2 separate regions of the Mus musculus genome follow, and region 2 is linked to region 1. Evidence: chromatin contacts called from public promoter capture Hi-C data. All regions are on one chromosome and are shown on one strand. The core of a region is the stretch at or near the end of the contact, and the rest is flanking DNA. Distances in the headings are between cores, read along the strand shown. Region 1 overlaps Lcor (ligand dependent nuclear receptor corepressor). Region 2 has its middle 4.2 kb from the start of Gm33951.

Evidence for each region. Capture Hi-C pulls out chosen DNA fragments and counts their contacts.
Region 2: a contact with region 1 is called in a promoter capture Hi-C map of liver. The contact joins two enhancer-like sites. A contact is called at or near these places in 3 of 39 promoter capture datasets (liver, stem cell-derived epiblast-like cells and trophoblast stem cells), 1 of 15 datasets of contacts at CTCF or cohesin (the NIH/3T3 cell line), 1 of 484 Hi-C or Micro-C datasets (nephron progenitors), 2 of 115 datasets of contacts at active chromatin or transcription factors (embryonic stem cells and extraembryonic endoderm stem cells) and 3 of 9 other capture datasets (adipose tissue, liver and pancreatic islet).

The regions. Positions count from the first base shown.
Region 1 is chr19:41,573,868-41,581,371 of GRCm38.p6, reverse strand. The region is part of intron 7 of Lcor (ligand dependent nuclear receptor corepressor); the gene reads right to left. Among named protein-coding and RNA genes, the nearest start is that of Mir8091, 11 kb to the left of the region's middle. Within about 2 kb of position 3,646, at least 15 of the 459 cell types and tissues checked have an H3K27ac peak or open chromatin away from gene starts, as enhancers often do. A contact at or near this core is called in liver, where this site is marked.
Region 2 is chr19:41,445,535-41,453,038 of GRCm38.p6, reverse strand. No RefSeq gene overlaps it. Among named protein-coding and RNA genes, the nearest start is that of Gm33951, 4.2 kb to the right of the region's middle. Within about 2 kb of position 3,163, at least 20 of the 459 cell types and tissues checked have an H3K27ac peak or open chromatin away from gene starts, as enhancers often do. A contact at or near this core is called in liver, where this site is marked.

The DNA.
Region 1 (7,504 bases), core at 2,397-4,896:
CAACCATCCCTAATGAGATCTGATGCCCTCTTCTGGTGCATCTGAAGACAGCTACAATGTACTTATGTATAATAATAAATAAAACTTTAAAATATATATATATAATTTCAGAACTAGTTATCTTAAAAGAAACATTGAAAATAACATTTCGCCACATTATTAACTCTGTATGGTCAACACAGAGCAATCCTTATCCAAAAATCTGTAACGCTCCAAAATGTTAACCCTTTCATGGTGGCACAAGTGGGAAATTACACACCATGCCAGTGTTAAGTGCAAGACTACTGAAGACTCCGTGTAAGACTCCTCTTAGGCCGTATGGACGCAGTGGGCCTGGACTGTAAGTGAACTCTGACATTAGACCTGGGCCTCACTCCTGCATCGTTAAATCATTAAATATATGCAGACATCCCAAAATCTGAAGAAAGCCAAAATTCAAACCATGTCTTCTCCCGAGTATTTTGGATAAGGGCTGCTCAACCTGCCCTTCAGTTTAGGCCTAGGCAGTGGTGCTAAAATAACCACTAGCTTTAGTTTAGAACACGGCAAACATTCAGACATACTACGCTCCAGACATTACAGACATCAGCTTAAAAGTACTTTGAGAACTCAATGGCTTTTAAGACAATTTCTCAGAAAGAACAATTGGCTGGAGAGCCACCAACAGTGCTCCAGAACAGGACACAAAGAGAAAGAAATTTCACAGTGGAGGGGCTATCAGCTTTGACCCATGCAAGGCAGAAGCATCCCCACAGTAGCCCACCACCGAGCTCCCCGAGAATATCCGAGAATATCACCAGGAAACATTTCAGTCTCACCAGCTGCTCTGCATGAAAGCTAAATCCACACTGGGAAGCTAAGAGGGAGGGAGAGGCCAACACTAGGTTCAAGACAGGGCACAAACATGGCCTGCGGGGATGGCCAGGGGTCTCACGGTGGCTTTGGGCTTTTGGATGCACAACTTTTACCGACATGGAAAAGAGCCCAGATTCTGAGACAACATCTCACACACACACTCTTCTCAGCCCCTCTGGCTTATGGACCTTTAGGAGACTATTATTTGATGGCATGTGAAACACGACAGAACACAGACGGTAGCTTCATGTGTGTTGAACATGTATTGATACGTCTTCTGGCTTACTCTTCCATCTTTGACTCTGACCTCATGGCCAGGACATGTCTTTATAGAAAGGTTTACCACAGACAGCCTGTGTCACCTGCCTTTCCACCTCCCACTGGTGGCAGAGTTACAGTAAAGGACATGGGAGCTGCAAAGGAGACATCTGACTGGACCCCTACTCTGACAGTACAGTCCCTCAGAACCTTAGCTGCACCTGCACACTGGGACTGAATGGCAGTATGCTGAGAGTCTGCACAAAAGCAGGGTTCAAATAGTTTTGGCTTCTGTCTGCCTTTTTAAAAAGAAACTTTTTATTCTTTGTGAATTTCACACCATGCAACCCCAGTCCCACTCATCTCCCTGTCTCTTTGTATCTACCATCTATCCTTGCAACCTCCCCTTTCCCAAGAAAAAAACAACAACAACCACCTCATTGCAGAAGCTGCAGTGAGTCATAGTATATCCTACGGTAAACCCTTCTGTCCACACATCTTTACTTGCAAATGCTCACTGCAGTGAGTCATTGGTCTGGTTCAAGACCTCTGTCTTCTGCTATTCTATGGATACTCTATCCTCACTATGGCTCCTCTCGGGTACCCTGTTGACTGTGTCATGGAGATCCTGCAGCTTTGGATCTGCAAGGCTGACCCCTTCACATGCTCCAGTAGTTCCTAGGGTGGGCCAACTCAAAGCCCTGAATCTGGGCCTGGGTGGCAGCCGTGTTGGTCAGCTCACCAGCTCTCCCTCACCCACACCACCAGGGTGAGCTTTGTGGCACTGCTCCAGCTGGCTCAGTCAATGCCTCAACTGGCAAGGCTGCCTCTGCCTCTGCCTCTGATGTGCTTGGCAAAAGCAGTCAAGGTTCTTGCTTGCTTCTCAGTGCGACCTGAAACTTTCTGTCTAGCTGAGACTAACCTTGAGCTCTACTCCTTCTCCAGCTTCCGTTGTCCCAGTGTTAAGATTACAGGTGTGTGCCCTCACAGGCAGCTTAACTTTTTTGGGGGGGGTTGTTTGTTTGTTTTGTTTTTTGAGACAGGGTTTCTCTGTATAGTCCTGGCTATCCTGGAACTCACTCTGTAGACCAGGCTGGCCTCGAACTCAGAAATCCACCTGCCTCTGCCTCCCAAGTGCTGGGATTAAAGGCGTGCACCACCACTGCCCGGCTTAGACTTTTAATTACGTTTATATCATGTATATATATCTCATGTGCACATGTGCCACAGCATACAGGGAGAAGTCAGAGGTCAGATTTTGTGAGCATGTGGGTCTCCGGGATTAAGCTCAGGCCGTCAGGCTTGGTGGCAAACACTTAGATACACTGACCATCCTGTCAGCCCCTGAATTTCTGAAAATATTTTGGTGTGTAATTCTTTACAGAATCATACCATCACTTAACACGCGTCTCTCTCTCCACTTGGCCTTTATTTCTCTGAGAATCAGTATTTACCCCCATCAGGACACAGAAGATGGAAGACAGTAGCTGCTGGAGATGGCAAATGATGTGTTCTTAGTAGATGTTTCAAAGCTCCGAATGTGACCTGTTTTGTAGGCAATTTGGATCCATAGGCAGAAACCTGGCAGTAAGTAGTGACCTTGGGGCTGAGAGACTGCACATTAACACTAACCTTTGCCCAGCTATCATTAAATAGCTAACTTTACAACTACAGCCATAAAGCTACTTTTGGCTGTGACTCCAAATTACTACTTACCACCCCCCCAAAGGTTTTAAAGAGAAATCTAATTTAGATGATTTTAATTTCTTACCATTCAGCTATTTAATGTTTAGAGTTAACCTCAACTTCCTGGTACTTAATTATATTGTTGCATTTTTCATGTTTGGCTTTAAAAAATGGTGTCAGTCTGATTTAAATTGGCTAAAGATCTACCTTTGCTTAGCAGTACTCAAGTTTCCCTGCATCTTTAACGGAGCCCAAATACAGCGCTTGCACTAACTTTGGTTACCCCTAGGCAACTGCTAATTGAACAGAGCAGAGATTCTGTCTTGTAGAGAATTTCCTCACTCTGACTCTGAAAAAGCATGACATTTTAGATCCGTAATTAGTCTGTGTCATATAGATTATTGACACCTGACTAAATAGGATCTTTACAAGAAATATATCGCAGACTTTGCAGTCCTCGGTCTGACTTCATGGTACGTCGAAATAACCTTATGCCTGCTCAATAGGAGGCCTATCTGTAATAGGGAGATGAATTATTTAGCAAGCAGAACACCACCACCAAAGCACATAAGATCATAGGGATTGGTAAACTGGACAGAGGCTATAAAAGAAGAGGAGAGCCTGACTTTGCAGCTCTTGGAATTGGTCCTGGGTTTATCTCCTTAGTGAGAAATGGTCTATGTAACCTTGATCACACAGTCTTTCCACCTTTAGCTTAATGCCTAATTCAGCAGGGTGTGGTAGAGGATAAGATAATATTCATAAAAACTGTAAAAGGCACAGTTTAAAAGCAACAGGTTGCTTCACAACCTTATCTTTAATGATTTACTCAATGGTGTTTTTCCAGATCAGAGGTTAGGCATAGCTGAACTCTCCTATTTAGTCAATACTGCAATACTTACATTCCTGAGGCTAATATAAATGGTGGCCAGTCAACATTCAGGTTATTTTTCACTAAAGAACAGATCAAAATGAAGCAGGAAGCTAAATGTCAAGTGTAAGAATCTAGAATCTGGGAGTAATAGACTCAGGTACTTTCTCCAGCAGTTAGTATATAACCACCCAAAGACTGCTACGCAGGCAAATCAGTATCACTGATGGCCAAAATGTTTTTCCTTCCTTCCTTCCTTCCTTCCTTTTTTTTTTTTTTTTTTTTTTTTTTTTTTTTTTTTTTGAGGCAGGGTTTCTCTGAGTAGCCCTGGCTGTCCTGGAACCAGGCTGGCCTCAAACTCAGAAATCCACCTGCCTCTGTCTCCCCAGTGCTGGGATTAAAGGCGTGCACCACCACGCCCGGCCAAAATATGTTTTTCTTGACTGCATAAGACCAGTAGTAAGTATATGGGAGCTAATGTTAGGAGCAGAAAGAGTTAAGTTTGCGGAGGCGAAAGAAGGCTTTAGACAAAGCAGACTATGGTTAGAGTATTCAATTTGGCTTATTTCTTTAAACAAAACATAAAAATGTATGCCCAGTCCTCTATCAAGGTATACAAGGTATACATTTGTTAGGTGGTAACTCGAAAGAATGCTTCCCACTTCTTCACTAGATCTTTTTCAGGATATGGTGAGTCGGCTGACAGGTTAGGGGGGCTGGGAGGAACAGAGAGGGGGTAACAGAGCGGGCAGATGCAAAGGGTGGCTCTTAAGGGAGGGAAGTAAACACAGGGAGAAGGGTAAAGTAATAAGGAGGCCAGAAAAAGCTGCAAGAAATTTAACTATTTATCTTTAAAAAAAACCTATAATATACACAATTTTATATGTATTTTATACATACATAGTTTTAATAAACTTTTTTTCACTGGGTTAATGGTGCTTCCTATAAGAGCCAAGGACTATCTTTAAAAAAAGCTGGGCAGTAGTGGCACACGCCTCATAGCAGGCTGTTTTCAGAACATATCTTAAATAGGCAGTAGTTTTGAGGCATATATACTCAATCCCCTGCTTTCTTCAGTTTGTTTTTTTTTCTTTCTGAATTTTAACCAGTCTGATTATTACATTATAATAAATACAACTACAAAAAAATTCAGGTTTACTCTTTATGCTTTGCGTATCGGCACATGGTAAAAAGGAGGTTCGAGCCATGGTAGCGCAGGACCAGAGTGCAAGGGCCAACCCCTCCCAGCAGTGTGATGGCCTCCCAAACTTCACATCCCAACCAACTAATTCTCAAGGCCTCCCCGCCAAGCTAACTTTTGCTTGTCATTCAGTCATCCCAAGCAGATATCAGAAGATCAAACATACTACATCTGGTGTTCATTAGACAAAAGGCAATTCAAAGGATGCAAAGGACGAGATTTTAGGCTGGGTGACATAAATTTAAAATAGTTCCTGGAAGTTACACCAATGAGTGCTGGAACTGAACACTAACTTGGTTAGAACACAAACTGAGCAAGCACTCACTCTAAGAACTCCCGTGGAACTCTGAAGCAGACTGTAGGAAATCATCCAGTTTACATTTAAGAAGGCACAGACAGACCTCTGGTCAGGACAGACTTGAGCTGAGAAGGGTCATATACCCTGAGCCCCACGGAGCTGGAACTCTGGGTGATAAGGTCACCATCGCAGGAGAAAAGAGAACAGGATGAGCCAGAGAGGCTAAAATGCTTTCTACCTTACCTTCCTTCTTCTGAGGTGAAAATGAAATTGTTCTTCAGGGAGCTGCCCTTTAGTTTAAATCATCTTAGGCAAAATACAGACAGAAGAGACTCCTTCTCCAAGGGGAGGAGAACTAATCTTATATGCTGCCTGCTCCCTTAAGGGTGATAAGCAGAGCCGGGCGTGGTGGCGCACGCCTTTAATCCCAGCACCTGGGAGGCAGAGGCAGGAGGATTTCTGAGTTCAAGGCCAGCCTGGTATACAGCGTGAGTTCCAGGACAGCCAGGGTTACACAGAGAACCCTGCCTTGAAAAACCAAAATAAATAAATAAAATAAAATAAAAAAATAAAAAAGAGTGATAAACAGACAACTGTTCAAAGACCTGGAATGGCCCAAGCAAAGAAGTCCACTATCAGAAACATTCCAATGATAAGGTATGTACTTCATTTGTGATAATTATAATAGTTAAAGGAAATCACTAATTTGCAGGGCAGTGTGGGCAGAGGGATGGATGTCCATCTGAAACAGCTATGCGAGGAGCTGACAGAAACGATCGCAGGACAGCGTACTTTCCCCAACAATCTCAGTAACAGAAACTTTGTTTCTGCTCAAGAAATGAACTGCTTTACTTCTGCCAATACCGGACGATCTAGCAAATCAAATGGCTGCACGGCATCCTGACCTGGGCCATGTTTCTATGAAACCTCTTATTTCTCAACCTTTTCAAGTCCTCTTGAGGTTAAGTTTCTTCTTAATTTCTTCACTGAAGTTTTACTTTTTAGAACACACATCTGTGGTGAATTCTAAAGCTCAATACCTTTGATGGCATATAGTTATATATATATATTACTATATATTATAGTTATATATAGTTACTTAAGATGCACATCATATATACTGCCTAAGTGATTATTTTAAGAAGCTTAAGATTGAATATTCTCAATTGTTTACTTCATAGATGTTAGTTAAGAAAAAAGGAAACGTTTGGGCATAAAATGGAAGTATAGAGGTAAACAATTTTTAAACTTACTGTATGTGTATGGGTGTTTTGTCTATATGTATGTCTGTGCCAAGTGCAGGCCTGGTGACCAGAAGAGGGTGTCAGATTTCCTGGGACTGGACTTAAAAAGAAAAGGAGGCTGGCTATAAGAAGTCATGTAGGTGCTGGGAACTGAACCCAGATTGTCTGGGAGATCGGGCAGCCAGTATTCTTAACAGAGACCATTGCTTCAAGCCCGTATTTTGCTTCCTTAAGAGACAGGGGGTCTTGCTATGTTGCCCTTGCTTGGGCTAGAGGACTCCCACCCCAGTCTGAGGAGGCAGACTACAGCCTTGTGTCACTGCACAGAGCCTGAGCAGTTTTACATCTACTCCTTCTTTTCTGGGGTCTTCCTGTTATTACTACCCTGCACCAGCCTTTATTCAGAAACACCCAAGAACACTGCTGAGGGGTGGTGTAAAGTGTGTAAGGGTGTCATGGTGGTGAGCTAAGTAGATTTAAACTTGTTCTTACTTGGAAACAGTGGAAGACATAAATGTAATTAAAGGTACACACTCCCATGCAGACATAAAGCTAGAGGCCTTACTGAACATCCATCAGTATTGCTACTCCCTTGCATCCCACACACTACTGAGTTCAGTTTGTAGGCTGGCTCTCTTGGGAGATACCCTGCAAGCTCTGTGCTATCACCTTGTTTTAGGCACCACTTTCTATTCTGCACATTTTTTTTGTTTTGTTTTTCTGAGACAGGGTTTCTCTGTGTAGCCCTGGCTGTCCTGGAACTCACTCTGTAGACTAGGCTGGCCTTGAACTCAGAAATTCCCCTGCCTCTGCCTCCCGAGTGCTGGGATTAAAGGCGTGTGCCACCACGCCCGGCTTGCATATGTATTCTGATAAAGCCCAAACCAGGTCTTGTCATGTTTGTCAGTGAATTTCTGCCAAATTCCTGTTGCTTTACTCTCTACCCTTCAGCCCATCTCCCTGAGGGAGTGGTCCCAGCTCTCTGCTCACCTTGTCTCCACCTTTTATTGAACAGCACTGATCCTGTGAGCTAACAGTTTTCTACCCATCTCCACCCAGGGCTATGAGGCTTTTGTAGGTCAAGGTCTATT
Region 2 (7,504 bases), core at 1,914-4,413, 130 kb after region 1:
AGAGCAGTCAGTACTCTTAACCGCTGAGCCATCTCTCCAGCTCCATGAAGCTCCTTTTTTAAGCACTCATCCTAGAGAATCTTTGCCCATCAAAATGCTAGCACAGAACCTTCAGGTTAAAACTTACGCTCATCGGGGCTGGAGAGATGTCACAAGTGGTTAAGAGCACTGGCTGCTCTTCCATAGGATCTGGGTTGGATTTCCAGCACCCACATGGCTGCTCACAACCATCTGTAATGCCAGTTCCTGGGGATCCGACATCCTCTTCTGGTCTCCAACAGTACTAGGCAGGCATGAGGCACACAGACATACACACAGGCAAAACATCCACGTGGAGAAAATAATAATTTCTTTAAAAATCATATATATATATATATTTAGTTTTTACCCTTGCTGTGATGAAACACCAGGACCAAAAACAAGTTGGGGAGGAAACACGTCAATATAACAGTTTATCATCAATAGCAGTGAGGGCAGAAGCTCACACAGGGCAGGGACCTGGAGACAGGGGCTGATGCACAGGCTATGGAGGGAGGCTGCTTACAGGCTTTCTTGGCATGGTTTACTCAGCTGGCTTACAGAACACAGGAGCTGCAGGCCAGGGGTCGCCCCACCCACAGTGGGCGGAGCCTTCCCCCATCAACAGCTAATCGGCAGAGGAAGGGGTTATCTCTGTGAGTTTGAGGTCAGTCTCCTCTACAGAGTGAGATCCAGGATAGCCAGGGATGCACAGACAAACCCAGTCAAACAAAACCAAAAACAAACAAAGAAAAAAAAATCAAACACTTAAAATATTCAGTCTCTTTAAAATAGATGATTTTTTTTTTAAATCCAAAATCTTTTAAAACTCAAAATCTCTGGGCTTCTGTAAAATCAAAATAAATAATTTATTATCTCAAGAGGGAAGCATCAGGGCATAGTCACAAACAGATCGAACTCCAGAAATATAAATAACCCAACGTCCAATGACTGGGACTCACTCATGATATTTTGTGCTCCTCCAAGTGAGTCACTTCTCTGGCTCCACCCTCTGCAATACTCACACCTTGTCTTCTAGGGTTCAGTTGGCTACACTCCCCCCTGCTGCTACTATTCTTGGTGGTCATTCCATGGTACTTGCATCTCCAACACTTTGGGGTCTTCTGCAACTGGGCTCACATAGACTCTTTTATCGTGCGAAGCCTCAACTTCTCCTACTACCAACTTGTCTTAGTCAGGGTTTCTATTGCACCATGACCAAAAGCAAGTTGGGAGGAAAGGATTCATTCAGTTTACACTTCCATATCACTGCTCATCACTGAAGGAAGTCTGGACAGGCATTCAAGCTGGGCAGGAACCTGGAGGCTGGAGCTGATGCAGAGGCCATAGAGGATGCTGCTTAATGGTTTGCTCCCCGTACTGTTTTGTGTGTCCACTTGACACAGGCTGGAGTTATCACAAAGAAAGGAGCTTCCCTTGAGGAAATGCCTCCATGAGATCCAGCTGTAAGGCATTTTCTCAATTAGGGATCCAGAGGGGAGGGCCCTTTGTGGGTGGTGCCATCCCTGGGCTGGTAGTCTCGGGCTCTATAAGAAAGCAAGCTGAGCAAGCCAGAGGAAACAAGCTAGTAAGAAACACCCCTCCATGGCTTCTGCATCAGCTCCTGCTTCCTGACCTGCTTGAGTTCCAGTCCTGACTTCCTTTGGTGATCAACAGCAAGGTGGAAAATATAATCTGAATAAACTCTTTCCTCCCCAACTTCCTTTTGATCATGATGTTTGTGCAGGAATAAAAACCATGACTAAGACACTCCCCCATGGCTTGATCAGCCTGTCTTCTTATCCAGCATCACCAGTCCAGGGGAGGCCCACACATAATGGGTTGGGCCCTCCCTCAATCAATCACTAATTAAGAAAATACCCTACAACTGGATCTGATGGAGGCATATTTTCAACTGAGGTGCCCTCCTGTCAGATGACTGTACCTTATGTCAAGTTGCCATACAACTAACCAGTACAGCAGTGTTAGGGTTAACTCACAGAGTTAGCCTGCGCTAGTCAAGTACTCTAAAGCCATTTTCATTGTTGTTTCTTTTGAGACAGGGTCTCACCACATACATAGACCAGGGTGACTTGGAACTCTTGGAGATCCACACACTTCTGCCTTCTGAGTATCGGGATTAAGGGCAAGCAGTGCCACACCAGTCTCATTGCCTTGTAAAGCACGAAATGCAGTTTGACCAGGTATGTTCCCATGGCTGAGTAAACATCACTTCTATTCATCTCCACAAACTCTGCATCAACCCAAACAGAAGCTCTGTGCTCACTAAACACTACCTTCCAGGTCTCCACCCAAGCCTGTGGTAACTTCGACTTCGTTCACCGTCTTTGAATTACAATACCTCATATAAAGGGAGTCCTATAGCATCTAGAAAAGCTAGCTTTGGTCCTAGGGGATAAAAGACACAACCACACACCTAACTTCTTAACCAACGCACAAGTGCCTGTACGCACGCACGCATGCATGCATGCACACTCTGTAGGAAGCCTCCACGTCCTGCAGTCCCAGACTCTCAGTACCATGGTTATTTGATGAACAATTTTTAATTGGCCCTGACCCGTTAAATACCTTTCCTAAAGACTCAGAGTCCAGGCTGAACATCTAATTAGCTAAGCAAAGTTGTGCTGCATACCCAGCTCGAGGTGAGAAGAATCTTCAATATACTTTATTTTCCCTCTCTGTGGGTACATGTCCATGTGTTTGCGGGTGCACGTATGTGTGCTGGTACATGTGTGTACATGTGTGTTTATGGAGGCCAGAGGCCAGAGTGGGTTGTTCTCCAGGCACCATCCACCCTGTTTGAGATAGATCTCTCACTAGCATGGACCTTACCAAATACTCCATGCTGGCTAGTCAAATAGCCAAAGTATTTATCTACCTGTCTCTACATCCCAGCACTGGGATCACAAGGACAACACACCATGCCTGCTTCTTTTTATATGGACTTTAGAATTCAAAGGGCAGCAAGAAGGAAAGACAAAGAAATGATGACTTCAGATAGTTTATTTTTGGAAAAATCTGCAACAGGGTTATTTTAAGAAGCAGAGTCCATCTATCATCTGTTTACAGGTTGGAGCGGGCAGAAGGGGCTTGGAAGAGATTTCTTTGTAAGAGATGGACATTGGTCATTGCTAGGAGTGACCAAACAGTGGTGACTAGTGAGGGAAAGAATGCCAGGGGACTGCAGACCTCTCCTGTGGCCATTGTCAAGGGCAGGGATTTAGGAAAACAAGTCCGGAACGCTAATTACGGTGATTTCCAGGGAGTGTGTGGGGTAGAGGGTGGGACCTGCCACTATTTAACCAAAGAAGAGGAACTTTTCTAAGTGCAGTGGCCACAGCAAACAAGGGACCAAGCTCAGGGTTTGTGCTGCTGAGCGAGCACTTTACCAGCTGAGCTGGCTCCCCCAGTCCTGGCTCCCCCAGTCCACACTCCTTTTTTTTTTTTTTAGGGAGGGTCTCACTGTGTAACTCTGGCTGTTCTGGACCCGGCCTCAGACTCAGAGGGATCTGCCTCAGAGTGCTAGGATTAAAGTCTCATACCAGCACCCCGGCCCCCTTACTACACTGTGAAGGAAGGCAATTGAAGGTGCTTTACAGGAGTGAGGCCTGCAGGGCTCCTCTGTTCTGGCTACTCAGAGAGAGCACCTTGGGATCTTTACAAAGTTCTGAATGAAAAAAAAGTTCTGAATGTCTGGGGTTGAGAGTAGAAAATCACTTATAGGGGGGCTGGTGAGATGGCTCAGCCGTTAAGAGCACTGACGGCTCTTCCAGAGGTCCTGAGTTCAAATCCCAGCAACCACATGGTAGCTCACAACCATCCTTAACAAAAATCTGATTTCCTTTTCTGGAGTGTCTGAAGACAGCTACAGTGTACACACATATAATAAATAAATAAATCTTAAAAAAATTAAAAAAGAAAATCATTTATATCACTATATATAATCATATATATCACTAGCAAGACCCCCAAAAGCACCTACACACACACACCATGTAATTAAACATTTTTTTAAAAAAATATTTATTTATTATATCTAAGTACACTGTAGCTGTCTTCAGACACACCAGAAGAGGGAGTCAGATTTCATTATGACTGCTCTTTGAAAGAGCAGTCAGTGCTCCTAACCGCTAAGCCATCTCTCCAGCCCCACTTTTTTTTTTTAAGTCTGAGGATTATTGTTGCAGAGGAATTGTCTGTCTCTCTATATTGGTCAAGATTCCAGGATGAAGTCAGAGAAACTCTTTATCTTCCAAGACATCAAGAGCACTTGTGAATCTTGCAAAAGGCTTGGGATGAGTTCCCAGCACTCTCATTAATCCAGTTCCTGGAAAACCTATATCTTTTCCTATCTTCCTCAAGCATCCGGCACACTGGTACGCATATATACATGTAAGCAAATCACTCTAACACGTTAAAAAAAAGATTAAGAAATATGTCATTTAGGTGACTTAATCCTTTTGCGATTATGGTAAAATATTTTAAAATTTTTAAATTTTTTTTTAAGATTTATTTATTTATTATATGTAAGTACACTGTAGCTGTCTTCCGACACTCCAGAAGAGAGAGTCAGACCTCATTACGGGTGGTTGTGAGCCACCATGTGGTTGCTGGGATTTGAACTCTGAACCTTCGGAAGAGCAGTCGGGTGCTCTTACCCACTGAGCCATCTCACCAGCCCATGGTAAAATATTTAATACACACCTGAAGGATATAGCCTACTCCACACCTAGGCTGGAGCATAACGCCCATTGTTCCTAGTGTTAGGTAGTTAGCCTGGCTTTAGTAGGTTTGGAGGCCATTGCAGATAGCTTCTCCCATAATCAGAATTGGACCCACCTCCTCCTTAAACTAAAATATCAGAAGCTCTGGAGATATCTGCTGTTTATTGAAGTCTATTAAGGGAAAACTAATTCCTCTTGGTCAGAGAATGGAATCTGAGTTCAACCTTTGGCCCTAGGTGGAGACTTGACAGCTCCAGCTTCCCCAAACATTAGGAACTATTGACCCTTCCTTTGAGAGCTAATTCAAGCTGGGTGTGGTGTACATACCTTAATCCCAACACGGGAGCCAGAAACAGGCGGATTTCTGTGAATTCTAGGCTATCCCAGTCTTCATAGCAAGTTCTAGGACAGCCAGGGCAACACAGTGAGACCTTTCTCAAGCAAAACAAAACCAAATTAATCCAAATAAGCCTGTTAGGCCAGGCAGCTGGATGGGAAAATGAATGGTAGCCTGTACCAAAGACCTCAGAGAACAGCGCACTGGTCTCTCTGGCTATTGTCCACCCTGGCCCCGATTGGTAATTGTGTATTTTCCCCCTTAAGAGCTCTTCCTGTTATTCTGTAAAAACTCTGCCTTGGGGCTGAAGACTATTTCTTACTCTTGTAGAGAACCTATATGGAGTTCTCCAAACTCATAGGGGTGGTAATTTCACAACCCCCTGATATGCATATGGTGCACAGACATGCATATGGGTCAAACAATCATACACATGATACATAAATCTGAAAACAAAACATGCTCTTTGCCCTTGACTCTTGCCTGAATTTATTCAATGGAAATCTTGGACCAGGGAGCCAAAGGGAGGCCAGAGGGTCAGACATAAAGGGACCACACAGGGGGTGGAGGGATGGCTCAGTGTGTAAGAACACTTGTTTTTCTTGCCAGTGCTCCAGTTGGGCAGTTCACAACTGCCTGTAACTGCAGATCCAGGGCATCTGATGCCCTTTTTTGGTCTCCTTGGGCACCAGAATGCACGTGGCATTCACTATAGGCACTCGGGTACACACACACACACACACACACACACACACACACACACACATACACACACATACACAAACACACACACACGTAGTAAAAAGAAGTATTTTAAAAATACAACCAGCTGGGCTTGGTGGCGCACGCCTTTAATCCCAGAACTCAGGAGGCAGAGGCAGGCGGATTTCTGAGTTCGAGGCCAGCCTGGTCTACAGAGTGAGTTCCAGGACAGCCAGGGCTTTACAGAGAAACCCTGTCTCGAAAAACCAAAAAAAGAAAAAAAAAAAAAAAAAAGCCGGGAGTGGTGGCACACACCTTTGATCCCAGCACTTGGGAAGCAGAAGCAGGCGAATTTCTGAATTCAAGGCCAACCTGGTCTACAGAGTGAGTTCCAGGACAGCCAGGACTACATAGAGAAACTCTGTCTTGAAAAACAAAAACAAAACAAAACAAAAAATAAATAAAAATACAACCAGAGAAGTTTTCTTAATTTTAATTAAATAATTTAGAGTCAGAGTCTCACTATGTAGCCTGGCTGACATGGAATTAGCTATATAACCCAGGCTAGCCTAGAACTCTCAGAGATCTGCATGCCCCTGTCTCTTGAGGGTTAAATGTGTGTGTCATCATGGCTAGCCTTCAATTTTATTATTGTATATTTGTTTGTTTGTGTGTGCCCACATGTGGATGTGTATGGGCACATGTATACCACAGTATCATATCTGAAGGTCAAAGGACAACCGGCTGTCATTTGTTTTTTGAAACACTGGCTAGCCAGAAACTTACTATATAGACCAGACTGCCCTTGAGCACACAGAGATCCACCAGCCTCTGCTTCTTGAGTGTTGGGTGTGACCACCATGCCTGGCAGAGGACAACTCTTGGGAGTCTGTTTTCTCCTTTCACTGTGGAATCCAGAAATGGAACTCATCATCAGGCTTGCCCACTGAGCTACCTTGCCATCCTATAAGGAGAGCTCTAATGTCAAAAAGCCCCAACAGGCTAGACCCAGGCACCCTCCCCAACATGGTAGCTCAAGAGATAGGTAATGGTAAACAGCAGAGAGAAATTTCTTCAACATGGACACACGATAAAGAGGAACAAACTAGGCCTAAGCTTTAGACAAATACATAGTTAAACTGTCTTGGTCTGGTTGTTGTCTCTCTGATTGCTGTCCCAGATACTACTCAGCATGGTCCAAAAAAAGTCCTTATTGATTTAGGGGAGAAGTTATCAGGAAATAAGAACTTCTGCTCCTGGGTGTGGCCCCGCCTTATCTGGGGGTGGTCCCCCTGCCCAGAGTTCCTGGAATCCAAAGTGATTCAAGGAATGACCAATTACCTCACTTACCTCGTCTGCTTCCTGACCCTCGCCTGATGGAAGGAGTGCACGAGGGGGCAGAGGTGTCTGACTTCCTTCTGCTTTTACCCGCCACAGGGCCCAAGTGAGGAGGAAGTAGGCATTTATAAAACATCTGTTTCAAAAGGACTAGAGAATTTAGGGAAAACAGAAAAAAAAGGAAAAAATTAAACTCTTAAATTCACTGTTAAAAACCAGGATGTGATGAACTGGGGAGAAGGCCAAGGCAGGCAGACCTACCTAGTGAGCCGAGCCGCTGTCTCAGAAACAAACAAACAAACAAACAAACAACAAAGAAATCCGTATTGAGCGAAACAGGGAAGTTCCAGGCTAAGTTTTGCCC